6 separate regions of the Mus musculus genome follow, and regions 1, 2, 3, 5 and 6 are each linked to region 4. Evidence: chromatin contacts called from public HiChIP or PLAC-seq and Micro-C data. All regions are on one chromosome and are shown on one strand. Each heading gives the region's core, a stretch centred on a gene start, on an enhancer-like site or on the middle of the called end of the contact. The rest is flanking DNA. Distances are from core to core; before and after follow the strand shown.

The links. A called contact is a pair of places that touch in the nucleus more often than the background predicts. HiChIP or PLAC-seq counts read pairs in DNA pulled down with a chosen protein or histone mark.
Region 1: a contact with region 4 is called in an H3K4me3 HiChIP or PLAC-seq map of forebrain, with 6 times the contacts expected there. The contact joins the enhancer-like site here to the promoter of Adamts9 in region 4. A contact is called at or near these places in 7 of 39 promoter capture datasets (the 3T3-L1 cell line, embryonic stem cells, frontonasal cranial neural crest and 3 more), 8 of 115 datasets of contacts at active chromatin or transcription factors (astrocytes, embryonic forebrain, embryonic hindbrain and 3 more) and 1 of 9 other capture datasets (embryonic stem cells).
Region 2: a Micro-C map of embryonic stem cells shows a contact between it and region 4, with 3 times the contacts expected there. The contact joins the enhancer-like site here to the promoter of Adamts9 in region 4. A contact is called at or near these places in 8 of 39 promoter capture datasets (the 3T3-L1 cell line, 3T3-L1-derived adipocytes, the C10 cell line and 4 more), 2 of 484 Hi-C or Micro-C datasets (both in embryonic stem cells), 8 of 115 datasets of contacts at active chromatin or transcription factors (astrocytes, cardiomyocytes, embryonic forebrain and 3 more) and 1 of 9 other capture datasets (embryonic stem cells).
Region 3: a contact with region 4 is called in an H3K4me3 HiChIP or PLAC-seq map of stem cell-derived neural progenitor cells, with 4 times the contacts expected there. The contact joins the enhancer-like site here to the promoter of Adamts9 in region 4. A contact is called at or near these places in 3 of 39 promoter capture datasets (embryonic stem cells, frontonasal cranial neural crest and hippocampal neurons), 2 of 115 datasets of contacts at active chromatin or transcription factors (embryonic stem cells and stem cell-derived neural progenitor cells) and 1 of 9 other capture datasets (embryonic stem cells).
Region 5: a contact with region 4 is called in an H3K4me3 HiChIP or PLAC-seq map of embryonic limb bud, with 4 times the contacts expected there. The contact joins the enhancer-like site here to the promoter of Adamts9 in region 4. A contact is called at or near these places in 7 of 39 promoter capture datasets (the 3T3-L1 cell line, the C10 cell line, embryonic stem cells and 2 more), 6 of 115 datasets of contacts at active chromatin or transcription factors (astrocytes, embryonic forebrain, embryonic hindbrain and 2 more) and 1 of 9 other capture datasets (embryonic stem cells).
Region 6: a Micro-C map of embryonic stem cells shows a contact between it and region 4, with 5 times the contacts expected there. The contact joins the promoter of Magi1 here to the promoter of Adamts9 in region 4. A contact is called at or near these places in 4 of 39 promoter capture datasets (the 3T3-L1 cell line, frontonasal cranial neural crest, hippocampal neurons and 1 more), 4 of 484 Hi-C or Micro-C datasets (all in embryonic stem cells) and 3 of 115 datasets of contacts at active chromatin or transcription factors (astrocytes and embryonic stem cells).

The regions. Positions count from the first base shown.
Region 1 is chr6:94,068,842-94,072,213 of GRCm38.p6, forward strand. The region is part of intron 1 of Magi1 (membrane associated guanylate kinase, WW and PDZ domain containing 1); the gene reads right to left. Among named protein-coding and RNA genes, the nearest start is that of Gm52867, 160 kb to the right of the region's middle. Within about 2 kb of position 2,055, at least 24 of the 459 cell types and tissues checked have an H3K27ac peak or open chromatin away from gene starts, as enhancers often do. A contact at or near this core is called in forebrain, where this site is marked.
Region 2 is chr6:93,977,781-93,981,167 of GRCm38.p6, forward strand. All of the region lies in intron 1 of Magi1 (membrane associated guanylate kinase, WW and PDZ domain containing 1), which reads right to left. Among named protein-coding and RNA genes, the nearest start is that of Gm22840, 89 kb to the left of the region's middle. Within about 2 kb of position 1,706, at least 7 of the 459 cell types and tissues checked have an H3K27ac peak or open chromatin away from gene starts, as enhancers often do. A contact at or near this core is called in embryonic stem cells, where this site is marked.
Region 3 is chr6:93,955,964-93,959,042 of GRCm38.p6, forward strand. All of the region lies in intron 1 of Magi1 (membrane associated guanylate kinase, WW and PDZ domain containing 1), which reads right to left. Among named protein-coding and RNA genes, the nearest start is that of Gm22840, 67 kb to the left of the region's middle. Within about 2 kb of position 1,493, at least 38 of the 459 cell types and tissues checked have an H3K27ac peak or open chromatin away from gene starts, as enhancers often do. A contact at or near this core is called in stem cell-derived neural progenitor cells, where this site is marked.
Region 4 is chr6:92,941,962-92,945,383 of GRCm38.p6, forward strand. Adamts9 (a disintegrin-like and metallopeptidase (reprolysin type) with thrombospondin type 1 motif, 9) reads right to left here and starts at 1,573. Exons shown (of 40, transcript NM_175314.4): 1 at 1,080-1,573; 2 at 86-486. The coding sequence starts at 1,194. The region is part of intron 1 of 9530026P05Rik (RIKEN cDNA 9530026P05 gene); the gene reads left to right.
Region 5 is chr6:94,010,437-94,013,684 of GRCm38.p6, forward strand. The region is part of intron 1 of Magi1 (membrane associated guanylate kinase, WW and PDZ domain containing 1); the gene reads right to left. Among named protein-coding and RNA genes, the nearest start is that of Gm22840, 120 kb to the left of the region's middle. Within about 2 kb of position 1,880, at least 8 of the 459 cell types and tissues checked have an H3K27ac peak or open chromatin away from gene starts, as enhancers often do. A contact at or near this core is called in embryonic limb bud, where this site is marked.
Region 6 is chr6:94,282,656-94,285,920 of GRCm38.p6, forward strand. Magi1 (membrane associated guanylate kinase, WW and PDZ domain containing 1) reads right to left here and starts at 1,262. Exons shown (of 24, transcript NM_001029850.4): 1 at 355-1,262. The coding sequence starts at 667. Gm31661 (a long non-coding RNA gene) reads left to right here and starts at 1,266. Exons shown (of 5, transcript XR_377886.4): 1 at 1,266-2,274.

The DNA.
Region 1 (3,372 bases), core at 805-3,304, 1.1 Mb after region 4:
ATGATTACTTACGCATATAGTCACAATATACTCGTGAATACAGGGACTTGGCTGCTTGTCTTCTGATCAGGTTTGGGTTGTGATAGGGTCTCATATAGCTGAGACTGGACTCAGAATCACATGGAGCAAAGGACCACTGAACTTCTGATCCTCCTGCCTCCACTCTCCAAGTTCTTGGGGGACACAATGTACCTAGTTTTCCTTTAACCTTTTTTTAAAAAAAAAAATAAAAATAAAAATGGACTCACATAAGCCAGGCACTTGCTAGTCAGAGTGCAACAGCATAGGTAGGGTTGAAAATATACTGACCTGAAAGTATCGGCTGAATCTGAAGCATATCTGAGGGGACTGGTAGACAGCTGGAAATGACAAACCATGGGCACCTTTAGAAGCCTAACTCCCCACAAAGCCATAATGTGTCTTCCCCCCTACCCCGACACACACAGCACGCATAGAAATAAGTAAGTGTGATGAAAAATGTAAAGCATAAATCCTGTGTGTCCCTGATTGAAGAAACAGCAAAGTCTTTCCGGACATAGGAAGAAATGTCTGTTCCATGTTAAACGTGTGGCTGTTGTTTCAATGCTTTTATTAAAAAGGAATCAGACCACACCCACAAATGACAGTGATGCATGTTCTGTTTGAAAATATCCAGGGCAGAACCAGATAAGCAACAGTCTAGTATCTTCGATCAGCAGAACTTTCACAGCGTTGGCAGGTGCGAGGAGTGAGGCTGGAGATCAAAGGGCACTCACAGCTCTGGTTTCCCAGGATAGGCTGGAGGGCTTGAGCTTCACCCTGCTATAGCACTCCACACACACACACACACACACACACACACACACACAAACAGAGCATAGACACTGCAGAGGAGAAGACTCCTCCTGCCAGAAGTACCTGTATACACTCTGTACATTTCTTAAAATGTACCCTAGGGGAGGGCTCAACAACAAGTGCATATCACCTCAGCCACTTTGGAGGCTGGAAGAAGAAGGCCGCTTGAGTCTAGGGATCTGGAGCTAACTTGTGTAACAGCAACACCCTGTTCTTAAGAATAACAGGAGCGTAACCCCATGAACTTCACAACTTGCAGATTTATTGCCATCGAGTGGGTCCCTGACGTGGCCATTGTTCCTATATCTATTAAGGCTACAGGGAAAGTGAGGTAGAAGAAAATATACCCACGGGAAAAGTATTTTAATCTTGTAGTACATGGGTCCTCAAGCCCTACATGGACAAAGGACAGGACCACCGTGGCCATTAAATGTTCTCTAAGAACTCTGTGCATTCCAACCCAAAGAAGACTGCCTTCTGTATTAAAACTGGGTTTCACCACCCTCCTACTATAATCAGGCAAGCTCAGTTAGACACTGCAGAATACTAACACTCACTGACTGCTGCCCTTTTAGCTGCCACTGCAAGTCAGTGGTAAAGGCAGCCCCCATCCCGTCCTCCCTACTGGGGAAGCAGGTAGAGGTGAGACCACCAGGAACTCACAGACATTACTGGCTATATAGTTGGAGGCCAATTTGGGCTACGTGAGAATCTGTCCCTGCCCACCCCCGAAAAGAAGTCTAATGTAAAATAACCTTTGTGTATTTCATTTCATTCCTCAGTGATCCAATTATTTCACACTTCTTTATTTGAAGGCATGAGGGCCTATAATAAGTTTGAAATTAAGATCTGTTATATGACTCTACACTATGTAAGATCTTAATTCAATGCTGCTAATATTATTTTTTAAAATGTGACATACTTAGTAACATACTGAGCCCACTTCTGTTACTGTAAAGATCAATGTTCCCTGGTCAAAACAGTGACTTCATGGTTCTGAATGTGTGAGGCAATAGGATAAATAGTTTCTGTCTCTTCTAACTGAATTCAGGTACAACTGTCCGGCACAGCTCCTTGCTTCTGTCACAGGGTCAGACACAGGACATGAGTAGCCACTCAATGCAGACGTAAGCAAAGATCCCAAGGGAGGACCCAAGTTCACTGCAGACCCTGGCAATGATGCTAGACAGAGAAGAAGCACCCACACCCTGGAACACAGGATCTAGGAAGAAAGCCAGCAGCTGCCATGACAACAGCTTCCCAAGACCCAAGCTAGTATGTAGGAAGCCAGCAGAGGAAAGGAAAAAGAGAGAGAAAAAGGACAAAATCTTCCAGGCAGGAAGCTAATAGACTACAGACAAGCAGGAAGATGCACGGTGAGACTCTGTAGGGCACAAGACACTTTCCCAGGCACCTGATGAAGTAATGACCCAGTTCCCTAAGACTAAACAGTCTAGGAGTGCTTCTCAACCTTCCTAACACTGCAACCCTTCAATACAGTTCCTCATGTGTGGTGACCCCAACATAAAGCTGTTTACTTTGCTACTCCGTTAACTGTAATCTCGCTGCTGTTCTGAATCACAATATAAATATCTGATCTGCAGGACATCTTAAGTGCAACCCCCAAAGAGATGACAATCCCCAAGTTAGCCTGCAACCAAAAGCACTTCACAGAATGAGAGCTTAAGGGAATCAACAGAGGGATGTGAGCACTCTCAGAAGACCAGCAAGGTCATGAGGAGCGAGGGAGGCCTGAGGTCTATCAGAGCTGAGCGAAGGTTCTGACCCCAGAACCAGCCTCTAAGTTTCCAAAAGCAATCTGCTTTGGTGTTTTGTTTTGTTTTGTTTTGTTTTCAGGAGCTGGGTTCCTCATCAGTTAATTGAGGAAACTACTTGACAGGCAATTCTACTTTAAGAATAAATGAATTAATATGATATATATATATATACATACATATATATATACATATATATAAAATATTCAAAAAGTACTGACTGCAGAATAGTTTACCTTAAATGTCAGCAAGGATCGTTTACCCCCCATAAAACACCAAACTTTTTTTTAAAGGAAAAAACCCCACATTCTCACAGACCATGAATTACTATGATGAAGAACGGCATGTCAAAACAAATGCAGACATCTTCAAAGAACGAATGACCAAAAGGAGTAGAGTCACTGACAGATCAACTCAGCATGTCCTAGCACCAGATCTGTCTTCACATGGTGACAGTTTAAAGATAGTCATTGGCTTGCACAGCTCCACTGGCTACAGAGCCCATTGGAATTTGTTACAATTGCCTTTGAAACTGCTTCACAAGACTGTCTTCTTGAGAACAAAATGAACACGGAAGAAAAATACAACAGCGTTGTAATTTGCTTTCTGCAGGTCTATGACTGCCTTGTCTTGGATACTTATGCCTTAATTATACTTAAGTCATTAATTTTAACGACTTCTTTATAATTAGATTCAAAGATTAGAATTGTTATATCTCATTGTACTTCCTTTTTAATATGAATTATTTGTAGCTTGCTAAATG
Region 2 (3,387 bases), core at 456-2,955, 1.0 Mb after region 4:
TAATCCTAGCACAAACAGATGAAGGCAGAACGAGAGCTCTTTCGAGTTCTAGACCAGCTCTGTGATGTATTCTGAGATTGTGTGTGCATGTAGGTAGGTATGGAGATGAGAATTTTTAGGTTGCCCTGCTGGCTTTCTTTCCTGGTTTGGTCCCGTATTTTCTCACTATGCTTGCTTTCCTCCCTTTGGGAGGTAATTCATATTGTATGCCACTGTATGTTGGAAGTAGGTGAAGTATCTGCTTTTTAATTTTGATTTTTACAGGTAAGAGATCTCCAGAAGTATCAGAGACTGAACTTCTAAACAATGTTGAGACTATTAAAGTCTATTTGGACTTCTGAAGTTGGACTGAATACATTTTTTGCATTATGATACAGCTTCAAGCCTCAGGGATGGTAATGGAGTGTGGTGGTTTGAATAAGAATGGTTTCCTCAGACCCACATATTTGAATGCTGGGTTACCAGCAAGTGACTATATTTGAAAGCATTACAGAGAGTGGTCTTGCTAAAGGAAGTATGTCATTGGGGGTGGGCTTAGAGGTTTGAGATGCCCGAGCCAGACCCAATGTTCCTTTCTTCCTTTTGCCTGTGGATCCAAATGTAGTGCTCTCAGCTACTTCTCCAGCTCTAAGTCAGCCTAAGTGCTGCTGCCATCCTTCCAACTATGATGATAATGAAGTAAATCTCCAAATTGTAAGCTAGCCTCAATTAAATGCCATGGTAACAGTGTCTTTTCTCAAAGGCAGAACACTAAGACTGTAGGTATGTTTAAATAAAGCGCCTTTAAATACAAACACAAAAACCTTAAGATTGTGATGAAGTAGCAAACAAAAACTGTTACCAGAGATCCACAACAACCTACTTACGTATTTCCATTAGAAGTGGCTTAGGTGTTCATGGTAACTTTGCATAACATAGCTATCACAGATAACAAGAATTGACTATACCTACACCTTCCTTTAATAAATATGCACTTCTGACCTCAGCACCTTGTTGTTCTCAGCAGATCTGTCCAGAAATCTAAATGTTTTAGAAGTTCTTCACTTACAACCCAAGCTTATCAATCACTGTGCATCAGAAACAACAAAGCTCCCAGAGGCCTGACCTGCCTCCATTTAGCTTTTGTATCACCCTGTTCTGACATACAAGCTCCACAAGCTGCTTTATATGATGCACTGTGTATGCTTGGAAACTGACCTGAACCTTGCAGAAATAATTTCATCCAAAACATTAAAAAAAGGAAAAAAAAAAAACTCCCAACAGTTTCCATATGTTCATTAAAGAGGTAATCACACCCAAATTTCTAGCCATTAGTCCACCTGCTGAAGATGTTTTTCTGTACTAAGAGGAGAGCCAGGGATTTGTGTGGTTACCATTGGCAACCTGTCACTCTCAGCAAACTTATCACCTCGTTCAAACTTCTCATTTGTACACATATGTTCACCAAGTATTAATATGCTAGCAATGTACAAAAGACATTAAAAGATAACCAAATTGGAGGTGAACTCAGGTATGGATAATCAGATACTAACTGCCTTTGGAGCACCCGGGAAGCTCTTGGGGTCACTCCCCAAAACTGCATTCTGCCCCTACTCCAAAAACAGGAGGATTGGAAGTTCAAGGTCATTCCTACCACATACCAAGTTCAGGATCAGCTTTGGCTAAAATGAGACAAAAGACAAAAGAAGCTAGGCGTGGTAGTACATTCCTGAGACAGAAGCAGGAGGATGTCTGAGTTCCGGGCCAGCCTAGTCTACAGAGAGAGTTCCAAGACAGCCAGGGATATACCATTGACACCCTGGCTCAATAAAAGAAGGTGGTGTGGGGGGAGGTTTTTTCAGAGGTATATTCACAGTTACTACAAATAGCATCTTAAAAGAACAGAATGGATTTGGGGTCATCCTCAAGTCTAACAACTTTTACTGCAATAAAGAATTTCCCAGATGTCATTCCTCTACACCAGAGGTTCTCAATCTTCCTAACGCTGCAACCCAACCCTTTAACACAGTTACTTATGTTGCGGTGGCCCCAACCATAAAACTATTTTGTAGTTAGTTTATAACTATAATTTTGCTACTGTTATGGATTGTAATGTTAATATCTGACATGTAGGATATTTGATATGCAACTGCTGTGCAAGGGTCCTTTGACACTCCTCTAAAAAGAGATTGTGACCCACAGGTTGAGAACCAGTGTTCTGCACACAAGTCACATGAAACATAAAAGAAAAAAAAAAAACCATGGAAAGTGATTTCTGAAAAACACTATAAATAATTAAATCTTGTAGACGATCACACATGGGAGTAAAAGCTCTGAGCAGACCTGAAGAGAAAACGATAAAGAAAAATGACTAAAATATGCTTCAGAACCATAGCGCAGCTTAGGGGAGGCCAGCTGGTGTGAGTTTGGGTCTACCTACTTGAGAAGAACATAGAGTGGAAGAGGGCCTTTCTCCAGGCAGAGAGAAGGCCTGTATCAACAACCTCAACTGTCATCACCAACAACATAAGGCACAGCAGCTCTGAGCCCTGGTGGAGGTGTTATTCTGAGATGGGTCTAGGCTGACCTACCTCATCACCCAGGAAATAGTCACTGCCGTGGACTCCCCCATCAGGGCCAGGAATGCAGCAGCAGCAGCTGCACCTAGCGGGTACCCAGTGCTGACATTGCAGAAGATTCCAACAGCCAGATGTCAGCTTGCAACTAAAGACACTTGTCTAAGAAGAGCTGGGCTAAATCACTCAAAACACTGTCTGGAAGTCAGTAAACAGACTAAGAGTGTGAGACCCCTGACACCCCATAGTCCTTCTGGGAAAACACTGCCTGGAAGTCACTAAACAGACTAAGGGTGTGAGACCCCTGACACCCCCACAGTGCTTCTGGGTAAGAAAGATAAGAAAGATTGGGTGGTGAGAGGTCTGGGAACATTTGAATTTTTCTTTCTCACCTTCCTTCATATATATAAAAGCATATATATAATACATGCTTCAAGGAGTAGTTCCCAGACCTCCTATCCTGAGATTTCTTTTACAGGACTATCAAGTCCAGGGAACGATGCTAAGAAAAGTTTTATTGTTTTGGTGTTGAGAGCCACAAAGGTGTAACCAGCTCGTCACAACCCACCTATACTTCATAACAAGGTGAAGGACCCTATACACCATTCAGTGCATGACCATAAAAGCAAACCATGCTTAGGCAGAGAGGAGCATCAGGTTCCACACCCTTTTCTCAGTGACCTGTAAAATGCCAAGAGAACCACCTAGTTATCTCCCACCCCCGATGGAGCACATTAAGAAGAAATGTTCTATGTGAAGAATAGCAGTTTCCTCTCTATTCACAGTGAATAGAAATGGTACCTCTTTGGTATGAATGGGAACAGAGGAAAAA
Region 3 (3,079 bases), core at 243-2,742, 1.0 Mb after region 4:
TGGCATTCCCAGGCTTGAACATCCAGAATAATTAAGACAGCTGTTCTCCTGCCCTCCCAGCCTCACCCCAATTTATTCTCTGAGTGGAGAGAGAATCTGGGTTGAAAACCATATTCTGATATCATTCGTGCAACAGTTGGCTGGGGCCAGAGTTCCAGGCACTCTGACTGACCCTGGCAAATCACAGACAGACAGTACAGCAGACTACTGCTATCTGTATACATCACTAGATGAGCCTGAGAGGAAAAAAAAAAGTGAGGAAGTTTCCCACTCAAGAAGGAACCTGTACACATTTATTCTTTGCATAGAATCTTGGCTTTAGGTATAGTTCAAAGTTAGAAACAAAAAAAAAAAAATGTAACAGTGTGAAGAAAAGCGGTGGAAAGAAACACCTAATATGTGCATATGCATGGTTCTGGACCACAGGGCCCCCAATGGAGGAACTAGAGAAAGCACCCAAGGAACTAAAGGGAACTGCAACTCTATAGGTGGAACAACAATATGAACTAAGCAGTACTCCGGAGCTCTTGTCTCTAGCTGCATATGTATCAAAAGATGGCCTAGTCGGCCATCACTGCAAAGAGAGGCCCATTGGACTTGCAAACTTTATATGCCCCAGTACAGGGGAACGCCAGGGCCAAAAACGGGGAGTGGGTGGGTAGGGGAGTGGGGGGGGCGGTATGGGGGACTTTTGGTATAGCATTGGAAATGTACTATCAGATTAGTAAAAGAATGGGTCCCTAGAAAACAAAACTTTACCAGGAGTCTCAAGCAGAAAGAAATGGCTGAAGACCTGCAGCCTGAGAAGAAACTAACTGAGAAAAGAGGAACTTCAAGAGACTGGGAAGCAGACAGCTTTGTACAGGGACCACACCACCTTAGCTTGGTTGTATATACCTCTGACTTCTGTTTAAGCCTCCTCCTGAGTGTCAGGACCTCCAAGATGAGCTGGGGTGGGGGTGGGAGTCTGGTCCTGGGATCTCTTTGTCCTTTCTTGGCCACACTGAAAACATCATTTCCTCTGCTTTTCATTATTTGTCTCTTTTAAGTGGGTTACTGAGAAGTATGGCTTGTTGAGGCACATACTGTGATATCCAAGTTTCATAATAAGCCTATTAGGTAAAAAATCTTAATTCACTAAGACTTATCTCTCTGGACAGCCTATAGCTCCCACTTTGAACAAATGAGGCAAACATTTCCGAGGTTGCGCATCTCCAAAATGCTCTCAACGATTGCCATTCTTACACTCCACCATTTCCATGCTGATTCACTGTCAGCTCCCAGCTACTATTCAAGAGTGAGTACAAATAATGGGCTATAAAAGCCACTGGGTAATTAGGACACTCACTGGCCATATGCCAACCTCAACAAGAAGAGGTAATATATTGGGAGTCATTGGCACATCTGCCAGCCTGCTTCCCCTCTGGCTGCACAATAACAGTGCTCTCAATAGCCATTTGTTCTTGACGAAAGGACTGACCAGCAAGCCAGCAAACAAACAAAAAAATCAATAAGTGCCTGTCTTTGCCTCCCCAGTGCTGGGATTATAAGTGATGTCACTGTGCCTATCTTCTTTTAAAGGAAAAAACTTGTCACTTCTATAAACTGAACTTGGGGCCTTTTGCAACCACTTTACCAAACGAATTGTGTCCACAGTCAACAACTCTTGTGGGAATCTGTTTTTTTGTTGGTTTTTTTTTTTGTTTTGTTTTGTTTTTAGTTTCATGACTGTCACGTATGTATAAAGCAAAAGGAATTAAAGAAGCCAGCCTTCTATGTGACCAGAATGTGAACTAAATCTGATGCAGACATCAGGTTCCTTCCACACTCCCATACTTCCACACGACATGGCTGATGGTAGGTGTGCAAGCCAAGAGAAGGCATGCTTTCAGCTCTGGAAGGAAACAAAGCACAGGAGACAGACTCCCCTCTCTTCCAGTCCCAAACATCAGGGCATGCAGCCTTCATTTTCAACTTCCCCCACTTATTCTCCTTCCTTTATGTGTACATTATATTGTTTAGTCATTGTTTTAATTTGCATTCCCTCAAAAGCCTAACCCTTAGCCCATCTTGTTATGTGCTAATGAAAGTATCTTTCCAGTTGTGAAGTTTCTCTTCAGATTGCTTGCCTGTTTTTATTAGGTTATCTTAGCAAAACTGTTCCCCATACACTGTATTTCAAGTCATGCACAAAAGGGGATTTTGTAAATTTCTGTCAATCTGTGGCTGCCTGTTTTTTCTTAGTGATATGGGTTTTTCAAAATTCTATTTTATTATTTAGGGAGCCAGGGATTGAACCTCATGTCTGGTGCATGCTAAGCAAGCATTATACTACTAAACCACACTCCAAACTTAGTGGAATCTTTACCCAAGTGAAAGCATGTCAATATTAACGAAGTTTAAGATTTACAGTTATTTTTTCTTAACTGTTTACTGTTTTATATGTTAAATCAGAAAATAATTTAACAAAAACAAATTCGAAGACCTGGATGTAAAACCAATATCTGTACACAATCCAGTTTAAAGAATCATTGTAAGTGCTAATTCACGTGACATCTCTACTGGGCTTCGGAATAGCCAGGTTCTTGGTCAAATGCAATGAGTTTAACAAAAATCAATAGACTGAGTAAATCAGACTGCCTCCATCAGTGTGCACACACCTGATCTAGTTGGTGAAGACCTGAGGGTATCAAAATCTTGCCATGTTAAAAATAACAGGGATTTTCTTCCACCTGACAGCCCTGAATGAAGAGTCGCTTCTTCCTTTCTTTGGACTAGAGCTAAAACACGGGCTTCCCTTGAGCATCAGGGCTGTCAGCTTTCTAGTGGGAATTACCACCAGCTCTTCTGGGCCTCCAGCTTCTCCACTTCAGTTCTGGGACTATGCCAACCTCCAAACTCCTTACAATCTAATCTAAATCACCCTCTATCCTTCCCTCCTTCCTCTCCCCTACTCCCTGGTATTACACACACACACACACACACACACACACACACACACACACACACAGCCCACTTAATGGGGGTGGGGAAGCCAGAAGGATATATCACCTGCTTCCACAAGCATTGACATAGTATC
Region 4 (3,422 bases), core at 323-2,822:
CGGTAGGTTCAGACTAGGGTGCAATTAAGTCTTAAAAAAGCAGACGAGGAGGCGGGGAGGAGGGAAGGGGCACGCGCCCACTTACCATTCCGGAGCACAGGCTGATGACCGCAGTGTGCTCGGACTTGGTATTGACATGGCCTTTGTAGAAACAGTGCCTAAGTTCCATTTCCTCCTCGGAATACAGCTTGGTCTGGTTTACCCCTGGCTCTCCAAGGAGGGTGACAGTGAACAGTGGAGCGATAAATCCGGTATGGGCGGTGAGATTAAATAGAAACTGCTGGCCGAAGGCTGAGAGGCGGTAGTGCTCCTGGGAAGAGGTAGAGGAAGACGAAGAGGAGGCGAAGGCAGGCCAGGGGTCAGAGGCAGAGTTAATGCTTCGCCGCCTTCTTTTGAAGTGCACGTTCGTGGGAAAGGGTTCCCCGAGGGGGTTCACTCGGATGGGAGACGCGATCTCATATTCGCTCAGACTCTCTAATAATTTCACTGCAGGGAGAAACAGAGGCAAGTGAGCTAATCAGTCATTTCCCCCGAAAGCTTTAATTTAAAAAGAAGATGGGGGGCTTTGTCCTAATTTATTTCGCAGCCACTTCGAGTCAATTCCTTCACGCTCCACCACTGGATAAATATTTGTTGAGCGCCTACTGTAATAGTAACAGCCGAGAACTAGGTGAGGGGCCGAGACTACAGCATTTGAAGTCAGACAATGAACAAATATAAAAACATAAAATAATTACAGATTCTGATAAATATCCTAAATAAAATAAAATGTGTGCTATCTGGTGATCCAAGCTATTAATTAGGACTGGTTTGGGTCAAGGGATAAGGAGGGTAAAAAAAGTCAGGTAAAAAGGACTGGGGGTGGGGGTGGCCCTAAAATTCTTGCAGTGCTTCCTTCCCTAATAGTTGACTAAGGATGACCCAGAGAAGGGAGAGGTTCCGAAAGGAGAGGTAATTCTTTCTAGGAAAAGGAGAGAGGCCTCTACTGCGGGGTGCCCGCCCCAGAGCGTGTTCAAGAAGGTGGCGATGGAGTGTGTGGGGGCGTGGGGGGGGGGCTTCAGGGTTCAGAGCCATGTTACCTTGCCTCGGGTGCAGCCTGTCCTTGCGCACGGCCGCCGCGGAGTCAGGGCTCCTCATCTCAACCAGGTCCGGCACCAGGAGCGTTAGCAGTGTGGCCCAGGATACTAACTGCATGGTGCTCCTCACCCCTCCCCCCGCTTCTCCCACCCCCTCCCTCCTGCCGGCTTTGGTGGCTGGCGGCGACGCGAGGCAGCAGCCTTGGAGAGCGCGCGGAACCCCGGCGCCCTGCCGCCAACTTTTTGACTTTAGGAGTCGCTGAGGTCCTGCAGAGAGGGTCCCGTCTGCGCTCCGCTGAGCAACGCTGCCGCCTGCCGTGAGCTGAGGCGCTCGGGCCGCAGGAGGAGGAGAAGGAGGCGGAGGACTAGGGCTCGGCGGCTCGGCCGCATAATGTCCAGCCTGCGGGCAGGAGAAGGCGCGGAACGTGCGCTCCGAGGCGCGCCGGGCGCCCTTTGCTGGCTGAGTTAGCCGAGCCGCTTCTTGAATGGGGGGCCAGGGGGCGGGGGCCCCCGCGGGCGCTCAAATACCCTAGGTGCACGCCTCCAGGAGGAGGAGAGGGGAGGAGAAAACGGGGCAGGCGGCCCGCCTCCTTGTAGATCCTGTCCCCTCCTCGGCCGCGGGTGCCAGGACTCACCGCTTTAGGCCCCTCCAGCTGCCGGAGGCGGAGGCCAGAGGCGCCGGCAGTGCCGGAGCAATCGGTGGCCGTCCGCGTCACCTCCCCGAGGTGGGGTTAGCAGAGATTCCCTGAGAAGGAGGGAGAGCAGAGAAAGTTCTCTCTCTCTGAGGTGGCGCTCAGCCACCCACTCCGATTCCCCTTTCCTACTTTGGTCTCCGGTTTGGAATCTCTCTCTCGCCAGGTCTTGGTGTAGGTCTCTTTGGGCCCATGTCCCTTTTCTCTGATGGTCTCTTCCTTCTCCGCTTTCTACTGAGCCATCTCCACTTCTCCGTATCTGCCTGTCCTCTTCATTCTGCCCCCGTCTCTTTCCATCACCCAACTTGGCATTCCTTACAAGAGGAAAAAAAAAAAAAAAAGTAGCCTTGCGCCGTCCTAGTCCTACACTTGATCACTATGAACCAGATTTGTCACCTGAGCTCCACTCTACTTAATTGCCCCAAGTCAAGAGTTTTAAAGGCAGGGATCTATTTCAGTCCAGTAGTTCTAGTTGTGTTTCTGATCCGCAGTTCTCTGAAAGTTTCGCAACTGTTTAAACCCGGGTCTTCCCGGGACCTCTGTCCCTGTGGCGAGAGCTCTACAGGTTTCTGTAGCCCCCCCCCCCCCAAAAAAAGGTTAAGACGCTTACTGTGCGGTTAGAGAGGGTGGGGACTTGGAAGCCCCCAACTCTGCCCGACATTTGAGGGGAAGGGAGTAGGGAAGGACTGTGAGGCCATAGGTCCCGGGGAAGGCACTCGAACCTCCAGGGATTTCCAGTCACTTCCGCTTGCTCTCAGAATTAGAGAGGATGCAAGCAGGGAAGTGGCTCCAAGCAGATAGTTCAAGTTATCCATCATCTCCCTCGGGTTGAAGATAGACATTTGGAAGTCAGAACTCTAGAAAAGGAGAAAGGAACAGAGGGAGAAGGGGGAGGAAGTAAAGAGGGAAGATTGTTAAATCATGGATAGTTAAAAAAAGCACCTTTCTTCCTTAGCTCTCAGAGGAGAGGATGCGCCAATTCAAAGGGAAAGGAAAGGGCATTTTCAGTAACTGATATGACTAATAAAGTTATAATCGCCCAAGTTTCCTAGAACCGGAGTTCTCTGCTGCTTGGCCAGCCACTCAGAACTGAGAATATCAAAGTGCCAGTAGAGACCAGCCAACAGTGTGCTGGGAGTGCCACCCATCCTGGAAACAATGATGTATACAGTTCTGATGATAGCGGAAAAATGACTTGGCAGGTCTGCCAGTTCCTAAAGATGTTGTTAATCCAATTGGTTAGGCACCACTGCCACTGTGAAGAGGCTGGGCATCCGGTATCCCTGTGCGGATGTGCACTGGAGATCTCGGAAATCTCGCTATTGAGGAGGTTGGAGAAATCTAGACCAGTCTAAAGCATACAGGAGACCCTGTCTTAATGTAAAAATAAAATAGCAAACAAAAGAACCAGCGAATTTTAAAAAGGGACTTTAAACCTTGAATCTTCCAAATAACTCACAAAAGTGAGTTTCTTCTAGCATGCCATCTTCCTCTTCATTAGGTGCTAAAGCTCCCTCTGAATTATTGTGCCTGGAAGTTGCCAGAAGCTGAGCATGGAAATCAGTCCACAAGAACTGACTTCAGTGGAGATGTAACAGCACCTCTACACAGTTACTCACCTGCCTAGCCCTTCTGAAAGTATCTTCTACCAGGG
Region 5 (3,248 bases), core at 630-3,129, 1.1 Mb after region 4:
CACGATAGGAGAGTCAATTATCACAAGGCTGCCCTGCTCAACTTTTCTCACTGATTAAGGATCCAATGAAAACTTGTCTAAGGAAATTTAAAAACCCTCCAGGTGCCCTCTCTCATTCCCTGCATGATTGCCTCCAGGCAGTTCTATCCAAGTGCGCAGGCTCAATTACTATCTCTGTGGCAATGAGTCTTTCCCGGACCTTTTTCCAGAGCTACAGAGCTTCTTCCATGGATCGAGTTGCTTCTTGGATGCAACTACTCAGGCATCTCAAACTTGCCTCAGACACACAGAGAGTAAATGGCAGGTTAATTTCGGGTTTAGATAGTGCCAGAGAATATAAAAATGTTTCCAATGTTCAACCTCTCTCCCTTCAATGATGGAGGCTCCCAGAGGACACAGGATGGGAGAGTCCAACTGTACTAAGTTGCTGAAGAAAAATGGAACCACAGGAAAATGAGCTCTAGGTCGGCAATGCCAATAAAATGTGACCAAATCCTCCACTGGCCCTGGGGACGGCTAACTTGAACTTGAGATTTTTTTTTTCTTTTTCTTTTTAGTTTGAGATTTTTAAGACACTTTCAGAAAATAAACTACCTTCAATTTGGTGGTTGTTTGTTGTGGTTTAGGTATGTTTTGTTTTGTTTTGTTTGAGAATTGTTCAATTTAAGGAGCTCTTATTCCTTACATCGTCTTTATTATTTTTATTTTTTACATGACACATCCATATATAAATCAGAGGACAACCTATAGGAATCAGCTCCTTTTTTCTACCACGTGGGTTCCAGGGACTGAACAGGTCATTAAGTTTGCACACAAGTAGGAACTTCCCTTTATCATCTGAGCCATCTCCTAGCCCTTGCTTTTCTTTAAAACGGTTACAGTTACAGAAGTGACTCCTGATATAAGGGATGCACAGAGGCAGAAAAGTACGGTCTCCAAGTCCACTGCTCTCTTTATGTAATAGTCATGGGGAGAACCATTTGATGTGCAGCATTCTGTACGTCTGCTCTAAGGTATTTCTTCTTTTAGTCTTTACCAATACAGGCAGCCAAGCTGTGTCCACTCCTAAACAAACTCTGATGCCCTTAGGAGGCACCTAATTTGCCATCCCTTGCCACTCTTGAACGATAATTTTCTTATACACAGTTGCTACAAAATGAGCTGTCACCCTAGACATGAACTTGGCTGACACGTCAAGGAAAGACCATGCAGCCTCCACAGCAGGACACTCAAGTCAGACTGGCTGTTCTACACGGCCCACTGCTGCCCACTCCTTCCGATTTCTACACCTTATTACTCGCCTCTTTCTCCTGACTCAACAACTTTACCTTTTACCTGCTGTTGATTATCTCTGCCAAAACACACTGTGTACTGATTTTTTCCTTTTCATCTACCTTGCACGAGTAACAAATGACTCACTTGGGTCCCTATGGTCTAAAATTTGGGACTGTAATTGTTAACAGATCATTTACATTTTTGTTGGCAACAATCATTTAAACCAGTGCCTGAGAATATTTGTACATTCAAGTGCATGGCCACAAGAAGACCGGTGGGCACACAGCCAACTCTGTAGAAATGCACCTATGGGAGGAGGTAACTAAGCGCCCTGCCCTTTGGACCCCATCTCCTTCCATCTAGTCTTGGCTGTGCACAGGGAGCCGAGGGTCTCATAGTCACCCTACCGTTCCTAATAATCCCTGCTTTCCTTGTAGCCTCAAACACAGCTTTCTCCAGCTGTGCAAACTCCTCAGTGCCTTCCCCAAATCCCCAATCAATTAAAAGTGGCTCTGGCTGGCTGGAGTTTCAGAGACCTTTACTGAGGTTAAGGGTAAGTCACAATGCATCTCATATTACTTTTACACAAATACTGTGTGTGGAGCACAGTGATGCAGGGACTCTCGGGCCATTTCCTTAAGTCCCTCATTCTCCTGGTCTTATGGCAAGCTACATTCTTATTGAGGCCTATTTGTAGTAAGGAAAAAAAAATGATTTCTAAGCTTACATTTGGATAATAAAGTGTTATTTTAAGTCATTTAATACTGTTAGAGAGTATAAGCTCAACTGAAAACCTTCTCTACCCTAGAAACCCTCATAAAGTGGCTGGTATTCAGTAGCACATAAGACCAGCTACATCGGCTTTTGAAATTCACTGAAATTCTAATTAAATAGATACTGTCTTATAAATTCCTAAGAGGAACATTATTCATAACACATATTTGGTCGTGAAAAGTTGCATATATGCACTTTAAGCTGTTGACTTTAAAATACTTTATGTCCAGTGCACCTCATCCTGATTCTTATAAAAAGCAGCTGTGTAAAATATAAATCAGGGCAAACAATCTCTGATGCTACAGTTTCTTCATTTTCATGGGATTTCCCTGGGCTTATCCTGACCAGCTACAAACCTCCTAGGATATTCTTTTTAAGGAAATAGAAGTGGTTTTTAAAATATAATTTAAATGTAATATTTTTGATGTGCTACTACATGTGTGTCTGTGGTATATATTTGAATGTGTATGTAGGTATGTGCACCATGCAAGCATACATGCATGGAGGCTAGATGTGTTATTTCCCCCAGATACCACCAACCTCATTTTTGAGACTCAGTCTCTCCTGATCTGGAGCTCACTGACTCAGCTAGGTTGACTGGCCAGCAAGTCTTAGGGAATCCACCTACCTTTTTCCTCCCAGGCTCTTCTCACACAGGTACCAATCTCCATACCATTTACCAACTGAGCCATACCCTCTGTCCCCCTGAATATCTTGTAAGATGTATTGGACAGTTCCCAATCACCTTAGGTGATGAAATATTAATGTGTCTTATTGAGAAGACTATACGAGTATGGCAAAGCACAATCTTTGCATGAGCACAAAAAAAAAAAAAAAAAAAGTTAGCTCCCTCATGTGACTCAAACCTCAAGTCTCTTAATTACACAGGGCTGATAGATAGGCCTGGGGCTAAACAGTATCTCAAGAGAAGTTCTAACAGGATATTAGAGCGCATGTGCCTATTGATCAAAAAGAAAAAAATCTATACACTTGAGCCTTACTTTTATTTCTCTACATGTCTAAAGTGTCAGAAGGAGAGTGGGCAGGGTGTTTGGCTCGTTTCAGTCAACTTGACATAAGCTAGAGTCATTTTAGAAGAGGGAATCTCAATTGAGAAAATGTTCCCACAAGATTGACCAGCAGTGTCTTTTCTTGATTAATAATTGATGTGGGAGGACTCGGCTCACTGTGGCTAATAC
Region 6 (3,265 bases), core at 12-2,511, 1.3 Mb after region 4:
CAGTGGCAAGCCACCAGCTCCGTGAGCTCATCCATCCCGTAAGGGGCTGGGGGAAGCGTCCACCTTAGCCTCCCTCAGTTCCCCATCTGCCTTAAGGTGAAGGCGAGGCTGCGCAGCACTAGGTGGCTACGACCTAGAAGTTGGCAAACCAGACCTGGGAAGCATCTCCCCGCTTCCCGGCGCAACCCCGGCCCCAGCCCGCCACGCAGGTGGGCGCACAGCCCACAACCTCACAACTTTGAGTGCATCTGGTCCGGGCCTCAACTTTGGCTCACAGCACTCGGAGCAAACGGCGCCCCCTCAGGCCTCCCCTCTTTTTCGGGGTGCGCCCCCCAAAGGCACGCCCCGTCTTACCTTGTCTGACGGCTTTGAAGGTGACGGCCTCCTTGCAGCTGTCGATGACTCCCAGCACGTCATAGCGGGGCAAGCCGGACACCCGGACCCCCTGCACCTCCAGCAGCAGCTCACCTTCGGCCAGCTTCGGCCCCTCGCCACCGCCGGGAAGCCCCGCCGCCTCGGCCGCCGCCACCGCCCCCACGTACGGAAACTCCCCATGCTCCGCGCCCCCCAGGACCGTCACCCCCAGCTCGCCCTGGGGTCCCCGCTTCACGGTGCACTCGTGAACGCGGCCAGTCCAGTGGTTCTTCTTCTGGATCACTTTCGACATGATGAGTTACAGCCCCTCCTCGAAAACAAAATTCAAATTAAAGAAAAAAAGAAAAAGAAAAGAAAACTGCTAAAACGAGAGACAGGTGCCCCCACAGCACGAGCCCCCGGAGCGGCGGGCTCACGGGAGAAGCATCTCTCGGAGCGCGGGAGCGAGCTACTCGAGCCTCCTCGCCCGACTCTCTCGCGCTCTCAAGCCATCATAAAACAAACTTTCCGGGCTCCGTGAAGAGCCCTGCACGGGCGCCCGCGAGCTTTGTTTGCATTCCGGTGCCTCCGGGTCCGCGTTCCGGCGCCGACCGCGCTCCCGGGACCAGAGTCCACTCCGGCGCCGCCCGGGCCCGCTCTCCGCTCCGCGGCTCTCTCCACACACGCCGCGCCTGCTCCGCGCCGGCCGGCCGCTCCTCAGCGCGAGGGAAGCCCTTTCCAAGCTAGTTGCCGGGAGCCCTGGAGACGCGACGGCGCGGGGCGGGGGTGAGGGGACGCGAGGGAAGTGGCCGCGGCCCCTTTAAGCAGATACAAAGGCTCGGCTTGTTTTGTTACAGTTCATTCTACTCCGCGCGGCGGAGCGCAGCGGCCGGCTGGAGAGGAGACGCGCGCGCATGCGCCCGGCGGCCGCCCGCGGGCAGGCCCGCCCCACCCCTCCTCCTGGAAGGGAGAGATTCCAACGCGCCTCCCGCGGGGTCCTAGGGCCGACCCTTCATTGACGCCAACTTGCTCCTCTCCCTGCACCCCTAGAATTCCTCCTCTTGCAGTGTGGTCGGCTCAGCCAGAGCCTTTTGGGGGAACACGTGTGCTTGCCCGACTCCAGCTCTCGAACTTTTGGAACACAGAGAATTTGGCTTTGGTGTTTGCAAATCGTTTCAAACAGGTGGGGGCTGGGAGACCAATTCAGCGCGGGGCTCACACTCTTGCTGCCTACCCGGGTCCCTCCTCGTCCTCCGCTAGTGCCTGGCCACGCCATCGCTCACGCGCCTTCCGCCACATTTCCGCGCCTGCTCCCCGCCCAGGGGTTCAAGTCCACATGCGGAGCCTGGCTCTTGTCTCTGTGACCCTGAGGACCCGAATCAACAAGACCCACACACCCTCTGCATCCCTGTCCGCGCCCACCAAACGCACCTACACATACGCTCCCATCGTTAAACTTTGGGGCCAACTTTTTAGGACAAGGAAAAAACTGCCAGCGAGCGAGAAAAGCCAAAGCTAGCGTGGCCTTTTTACCTAAGACTTCTCGCTGGCCTCTCATTGTCCTTCCAGCAAAGGGGGCGGCGGTGGCCAGCCCCCTTTGGCTTCTAGGAGAGCCGAGAAACCTAAGCACTGCTTTGGGGAGTAAAGATCACCGCAGGGTGCGGGTCCTGCACAAGCGTGGGCGAGCCGGCCACCTCGGAATTCGCCGCCCAGAGGCGGGGTCCAGTAATCGGGGCACTGGTGAGGCCGGGACAGAAAGAACAGCCCCCACCGCCAAGAAGCCAGTGCAGTGGTGGCCCTAGCGGTTTTGTTTATTTTTCAGTGGTTTCCAATGAGTTCCTCTTTGGTCACGGACTTGAGAATCTACTAGATAAAAGGAGCTGAGTTGGAGCCACTCAGAGAGATGAGGATGTCACTGAGGTGGGTCGAGAGGATAGGTCTGAAGTTCAGATTCCGCAGGCATCTTAAGTACAACATTAAGTGAAGACCTTCCACTTGCCAAGGCTGGAGGAATACAATCACTCCCACCCCCACCCCCACCCCCTCCTCCACCCCCACCCCCACCCCACCCCACCTCACACACAGAGTTGTTAGAAATAATACATAGGCACTGGAAACTTGCAAAGTAAATAATTTATGGTGGCATATAAAATTTCACAGTCTGATAACTGGGGGGGGGGGGGGTGTCAGAGTCCTTAGTGGTTGGGGTTGTAATCCCCTCTCTAGAACATAAGCATACATTTAAGCTCTTCAAGCCCTGTTTCTAGAGAGCTATTCTAAGTTAATAAGAATGAGGGCCTGGCGTTTTACATCTGTAATCCTGGTACTTGTGAGGCTGAGGCATGGGGACCAAGAATTCAAGGCAAAGTCTAGGAGAGGATGGCCTGGGCTCCCTAAGACTGGCTACACACAAAAAACCGTCTTGCTCCTGATTATTTGAAAAGGTGAAAGGAATTTCATGTCTCTGGTGTTTTGTTGTTGTTTTTTTTTTTTTTGGTTTTGTTTTTGGGGGATTGGTTGGTTGTGTTTTCCCCCAAGTGGTGATAGTGGTGTTGGGGGAGGGGGGCTGCTTTTTGGTTTTGTTGGTTTTGGTTTTACTGAGGTCAAATGAGCAGTCCCTTCAAACCTAACTGCCAAACCCTAACAGAGATCTAGCCATCAGCATCTCTAGGATGTTTTAATTTGCTTTTTGTTGCTATAATAAAACACTAACCAAAACCGACTTAGTCAAAAAGGGTCTATTTGAACTTAGAGCTCAGGAATGCACCTTACTGGTTTGCTTCTCCTGGATTGCTCAGCTGCCTTTCTTCTACATCCTAGGTCCACATGCCCAAGGATGGCACCCACCACAGTGGCCTGGGTCCTCCTGCAACAGCCAGCAATCAAGAGAATGCCCTATAGGCATAGCTAC